Regions from separate parts of the Pan troglodytes genome. Here region 2 is linked to region 1. A link is a contact called in public HiChIP or PLAC-seq data. All regions are on one chromosome and are shown on one strand. Each heading gives the region's core, a stretch centred on a gene start, on an enhancer-like site or on the middle of the called end of the contact. The rest is flanking DNA. Distances are from core to core; before and after follow the strand shown. Region 1 holds the start of PINK1 (PTEN induced kinase 1). Region 2 holds the start of MUL1 (mitochondrial E3 ubiquitin protein ligase 1).

What was found. HiChIP or PLAC-seq counts read pairs in DNA pulled down with a chosen protein or histone mark.
Region 2: an H3K4me3 HiChIP or PLAC-seq map of stem cell-derived excitatory neurons shows a contact between it and region 1, with 3 times the contacts expected there. The contact joins the promoter of MUL1 here to the promoter of PINK1 in region 1. A contact is called at or near these places in 1 of 7 Hi-C or Micro-C datasets (a lymphoblastoid cell line) and 1 of 1 datasets of contacts at active chromatin or transcription factors (stem cell-derived excitatory neurons).

Annotation. Positions count from the first base shown.
Region 1 is chr1:210,567,007-210,570,138 of NHGRI_mPanTro3-v2.0_pri, forward strand. It overlaps PINK1 (PTEN induced kinase 1), which reads right to left and starts at 1,627. Exons shown (of 8, transcript XM_001164912.8): 1 at 1,128-1,627. The coding sequence starts at 1,514.
Region 2 is chr1:210,691,931-210,695,062 of NHGRI_mPanTro3-v2.0_pri, forward strand. MUL1 (mitochondrial E3 ubiquitin protein ligase 1) reads left to right here and starts at 1,417. Exons shown (of 4, transcript XM_513168.9): 1 at 1,417-1,691. The coding sequence starts at 1,572.

The sequences.
Region 1 (3,132 bases), core at 377-2,876:
AAATTTCCCATCCTTAGCTTCTGCCAGTTAAGCTGTGGCAAAAGACAAGGTCAGGGGCTGGGGACTAGGCCAGATGTCACCTGTCACCCCAAACTGGCCAGAGCTCAAACATGAGACAGTGGTGATGAGCAATAAGAACTGGGATGGAAACCAGGAAACCCAGGAGCCACTGCTTGGCCCTAACAGCTGTGTCCTTGGGCAAGTCACTCCCTCTTCCACCACCTCAGCCCTAACCTGTAAAATGCAGGGGCTATGCTAATTTAGTGAGTGGTTCTACACCCCCAGGAAGAAGAGTGACCTCCCTGGAAGAAGATGGAATTCTGCCAGCGGCCAGGCTTCAAACCTGAACTGCACCGCTGGCTCCTCCCTGGCTCTCCAGCCTGCCCGCCTACTCTGCGGCTTTTAAGACTTTGCCAATCTCCATAGGGAGCCAGGTCCTCAAAATAAACCTGCCTCTATATAGACACATCCTATTGATTCCATTTGGAGAACCCTAATACAGACTTTGGTTGGGCAAAAAGAGGTCTTGTGCTATTTTAAGCATTAAAAAAGCCTAAGAACCCTTGTGTATCCAGTCAGCAGGGATAACTCTACACAGGTAACTAAAATGTTAGGACTGTTTTTCTCGCCGTTCATAGTTTTTACTGCGGTTTCAGCTCTGTCACTACTAATCCTTTGGTTAAACGGCGGAGGCAGCCTGGCTCAGTGGTTAAGGGCACTGCATTTTATTAGCTGTGTGACTTCGAGCAAGTCCCTTCACCTGAGGACTTTCCTTCTCCATAAATTAGGGACGGCAACTACCTCAAAGGGATAGGAATGTTATGATTTAGTTGTCCGTACATTTTAGAAAATTTACACAAAGCCTTTTGCTGTGCTGCGACAGGAGCTGTAATCGGCAACATGTCTTCATTTGAGGAAGGGAAACATTAAAACAAATGGGAGGTGCTGGCTTTATTTATAGCAGCCGATCAGTAATGGTGAAATAGATGAGCTTTAAGGACCCTCGCCTCGGCCCTCGATCGGCTCAGAGCCCCGCCTCCACACCTAGCCCCGCCCCCACCCAGCTGAGGACCCGCCCCCGCGCTTAGCTCCGTCCTCCGCTCGGCTTAGGACCCGGCCCAGCTCACCTGGATCTCCTGACAGGCCGAGACCGCCCGCCGGCTCTCCGCCTGTTTTTCCTCGATGAGGCCCAGCCCTAGCCCGAAGGCCAGAAAGACTGCCCGGCCGCAAGGGCCCGCACAGCCCCAGGCCCGCACCACGAACTGCCGCTGCAGCCGCGCCGCCAGCCCGGCCACCGACTGGCGGAAGAAGCGGAGACGGTTAGGGAGCCCGAGCCCGACCCTGCGAGGCTCCGCGCCCGGTCCTGCGGCCCAGCCTGGACGCTCCCCGCGGACACAGCCCGCCGCCGGGCCCGGCCGCCCCAAGCCGTAGGCCCGGCCGGGCTTGCCCGTGAAGCGCAGCAGCAGCGCTCGACCCAGCTGCAGGCCGCGGCCCAGCGCCTGTCGCACCGCCATGGTGGCGCCGCGGCCCGGTGCCCCCGTAGCCGCCGCTGCCGCCACCACCGGCGTCCCCCGCCGGTCACAACAAACTTGGGGCGGTGCCTCTGCGCAGGCGCAGGCGCAGGCGCAGGCGCTGGTGGGCGGGGCCGGCCCCCGCGGCAGTTCCCCGACTCGGCGCGTGGGGGCGCTATGCTGGTACTGGCGCCTCTAGCAGTGACTTTCCCTTTGCACTTTGGACCCACGTGGAGGGCTTGCCGGTTCAGGCAGGTCCTGAATGTGAACATCACTGGTCCTGGGCAAAATCGAGAAGTCGAGAAGGGAAACTGACATTTTTTGCCAACCATGGTGCCAGACCCTTTACGTCTTTTAATTTATTTAACAGCTCCCCCAACAAGATAAAAATGCCGTTTTTATAGATAAGAAAACCGAGGCATAGTAAGGGGCAGCATTCGAGGTCTTGTGAAGGTACCTAGCAGAGCTGAGCTACAGTTCACATTGTCCTAACTGTTGAATGCTTGCCCTCCTCAATGCCGTTAGGCTGCTGTATGTGTCCACAGTCTCAGGGGTTTTGAAGACCCCAAGAGAAATGTCACCCAAAAGACACAATTTATGAATGAGTGTGCTGAGGTCCCAAGATAGCAGCTTGCCCAAAGCCACACCGTTTGTTTAATGGCATAGGCCTGCTCACCACAGAACACACACACACACGCACGCACGCACACGCACATTACTGAAACAGTTTGCTGTCTCCTGGCCAGGGGTCCACCCCATAGCCAAGTAAGCCCAGGGGACAGAACTCTTCAGACAAAAAATCCCTTCTTCAGCAGCAGCTCCTATCTACATGACCTTTGACTTCATATTTAAGGAGAAAGGGATTTATGAACAGAAGCCATAGTCTCTGGCTTCGGCGGCAGGGAGACAAGATGGTGGATCCCCATGCCATTACCCCCAAGACCCAGGGCCTATATGCTATGGGGAAGGAATGTGACGGACATTTGAAGTCAGTCCCCCAGGGAAAGGCAAGAATGCTGTGTGAATCTGCCTAAGGGCAGGATTTATGGTAAGTACATGCTTTTACACAAGGAACAATAGATAAACTGGAAATCTTAGAGGCCTTCCCTAAAAGCTGGTTAATTAGAAGTCAACTTGGTTGGCCGGGTGTGGTAGCTCACAGCCTGTAATCCCAGCATTTTGGGAGACTGAGGCAGGTGGATCACTTGAGTCCAGAAGTTCATGACCAGCCTGGCCAACATGGCAAAACACCATCTCTACTAAAAATACAAAAACTAGCTGGGCGTGGTGGCACACGCCTGTAATCCCAGCTACTCAGGTGGCTAAGGCAGGAGAATCGCTTGAACCCAGGAGGTGGAAGTTGTAGTGAACAAAGATCACACCACTGCACTCTATCCTGGGCGACAGAGTGAGACTCTGTCTCAGAACAAAACCAAAAAACCAACAAAACACATCAACTTGGTGGATTAGCATCCAAGACGGGGTTGCTTTAGCTTGCACTGTGTGTGTGTGTGTGCTGGTCTCTCTCATAATCTTCCTTAAGGGAGGAATTTTATGGTTCTAGTGATATCCAATCATATATATTTGGGAGAGGCATAGATGAATTTCCCATTTGTATAGA
Region 2 (3,132 bases), core at 167-2,666, 120 kb after region 1:
AGGCGGAAGTTGCAGTGAGCTGAGATCACGCCACTGCACTCCAGCCTGGGCTACAGAGCGAGACTCCGTCTCCAGAAAAAAAGAAAAGAAATTCCCACATATTGCTCATAAATGTAAAATTGGACATTATGGAGAAAAATTAGACAATGTTGATCAAGATTAACGGTGCCAACACCCATTGACCTAGCAATTCTACCTCTAGAAATTCTCCCTACATAAATACTTATACATGTAAACATGAAAATACAAGAATTTAGGCTTGGTGTGGTGACTCACGCCTGTAATCCCAGCACTTTGGGAAGGCAAGTCAGGAGGATCACTTGAGCCCAGGAGTTCCAGACCAGCATGGCCAACATAGTGAGACCTTGACTCTACAAAAAATTTTTAAAAAAATTAGCCGGGTGTGGCGTGCATCTCTAGTCCTAACTACTGGGGAGGCTGAGGTGGGAGCATCGCGGGGTGGGAGGCTGCAGGGAGCTATGATTGCACCACTGCACTCCAGCCTGGGCGACAGAGCGAGACCCTGTCTCGAACAAATAAAAAAATTAAAGCATAACCTGTAGGAGATAGCTCAATGAATGCTGATGTTTAGAAGAAGGATTTGGGTTATCTCCGATTATTTTAGAAAGGAGATGCATTACAGAGATCAGGGAACAGTCTCTGAAGAAGGATCCCCTGGGTTTGACGGCCATACCTATTGCTTTTAGCTGTATAACCTTGAGCAAGTTACTTACCTGAGCCTCAGTTTCTTCATCTGTAATCTGCATTATAGCTGTGTTGTGAAGGTTCAATGGGATGGTGCCTGCAAAACTTCCCCCGCCCCGAACCTGACACATAATAGGCACTAAGCGTAGCCGTAATTATTATTTAATAAATATGTTGTTCTATGTGGTGATGGCAGATTAAGGGGCTACTTTGGTGATATAATCTGCCCTCTTGGGGTAGAGTTGAGGGCTTTGGAGTTGGGTAAATTCCTCTCTAGCACTCACTAGACTTCGAGCACATCATTCCCTAACCTCTATGGCCTCAGTTTTCTCATCTGTAAAGTGGCCAGAATAAATTCCAAGTCTTGAGAGTTTGCTCTGAAACTTAAACGTATATTACTCATAAGAGTTTAATACACAATTATTTTATTTCCTGCCAATCTAATGGCGAAGACATGGAATAACCCATCAAACAGCCCAGTAACCCCAGGAAACCAGAGGGACGGAAACCAGGGCGATGGGCGAGTCAGTCATGGCCGGTGCGCCGCGTTTCGAAGAGGACGGCCATGGAGCGGTGGGTGGTCGCTCAGCTCCCCAATCGCTCTCCGACACCCGGCTGCGGAGACAGGACCTCCCTGGAGGCCGCAGCAGCTTGACTGTCACCCGGGCAACCCCACCTTCCGGTTCGCTGTACAACCCCTTGCCCGCTTCCGGTTCCGGCGTCGTGCGTCATCGCTGGGCGACTGATTTCGAGTTTCCGGTCAGGTTAGGCTAGGGGGTGCGGTCCTGGTCGGAAGGAGGGGGAGAGTCGGGGGTCATCAGGCCTATCCTTGGCGTCATAGTCGGCCACCGGGGCTCGCCGCCGTCATGGAGAGCGGAGGGCGGCCCTCGCTGTGCCAGTTCATCCTCCTGGGCACCACCTCTGTGGTCACCGCCGCCCTGTACTCCGTGTACCGGCAGAAGGCCCGGGTCTCCCAAGAGCTCAAGGTCAGTGCTGGAGCCGGCCTGGCCTCAGCCGGGTCATCTCTGTCCCAGGTCCTGGGGAGCCCATGATTCACCTTGGCCGCCCCACTGTCGGAAACTGTCCAAAAAAGGAAACAGCCTCTGAAGGGTGTCATCCAGCCAGTAGATGGAGGAGCGAGGGGCAGGATTCGGGCTCGGGATAACGGCTGCTCCGCTCCTTTTCTCCCAAGTCCCTCTTATGACTCAGAATGAATCTTGACTTCATTACTTTACTCGAAAAATATTTATTGAACACTTGCGATGCTCCAGGCAGTGAGTCGAACAGATGAAAGTCCATCCCCTCGTGGAGATACCATTTTAGTACGACTAGACAGCAAACATGTAAATCAGGCGGTGTAACAGATGGTGAGCAATGCTTTAGAGTAAGGTAGGGGAGAGAGGACATGGAATGCTGGAGAAAGGGGGATCTCCTATCTTAAATAAGGTGACATTTGAGCAGAGCCTAGGAGGAGATGAGGGGAGTCATGCAGCTATCTAGCGGGAGATGGAAGGAACAGCAAGTGCAGACATCCATTTACTGAACCACTCCACTCCTTGCTTTACTGACGCTTCCTTTTTATATTACAACTATTTTTATAAATGGCGCTTTTTTTCTGAACTGTGCTTTACGGTTTACACAACACATTTGCATTTATTTTTATTTTTTATTTTTTCGAGATGGAGTCTTGCTGTGTCGCCCAGGCTGGAGTGCAGTGGCGCGATCTGGGCTCACTGCAGCCCCTGCCTCCCGGGTTCAAGTGATTCTCCTGCTTCAGCCTCCCGAGTAGCTGGGATTACTACGCCCAGCTAATTTTTTTTGTATTTTAGTAGACACAGGGTTTCACCATGTTGGCTAGGCTGGTCTCCAGCTCCTGACGTCGGGTGATCTCCCCGCCTCGGCTCTCCGAAGCGTTGGGATGTAAAGGCGTGAGCCACTGCGCCCAGCCACATTTTCATCTTGATTTTATTTTTTTCTTCACAATAATTTTTTTTTCCTTTCTTTCCTCTCCTTTTCTTTTCTTTTTCTTTTTTTTTTTTTTGAGACGGAGTCTCGCTCTGTTGCCCAGGCTGGAGTGCAATGGCACGATCTTGGCTCACTGCAACCTCTGCCTCCCGCGTTCAAGCGATTTTCCTGCCTCAGCCTCCCGAGTAGCTGGGATTACAGGTACCTGCCACCACGCCTGGCTAATTTTTGTATTTTTAGTAGAGATGGGGTTTTGCCATGTTGGCCAAGCTGGTCTCCAACTCCTGACTTCAGGTGATCCCTCTGTCTCAGCCTCCCAAAGTGCTGGGATTACAGGCGTGAGCCACTGCGCCTGGCCCACAATAATTTTTTGAAGTAAATAAAATGACAGTTACCACCACATTGCAAATCAGAAAATTGAGATTTGGAGGAAAGGCCATACAGCTAGTCAGCTTGAAACTT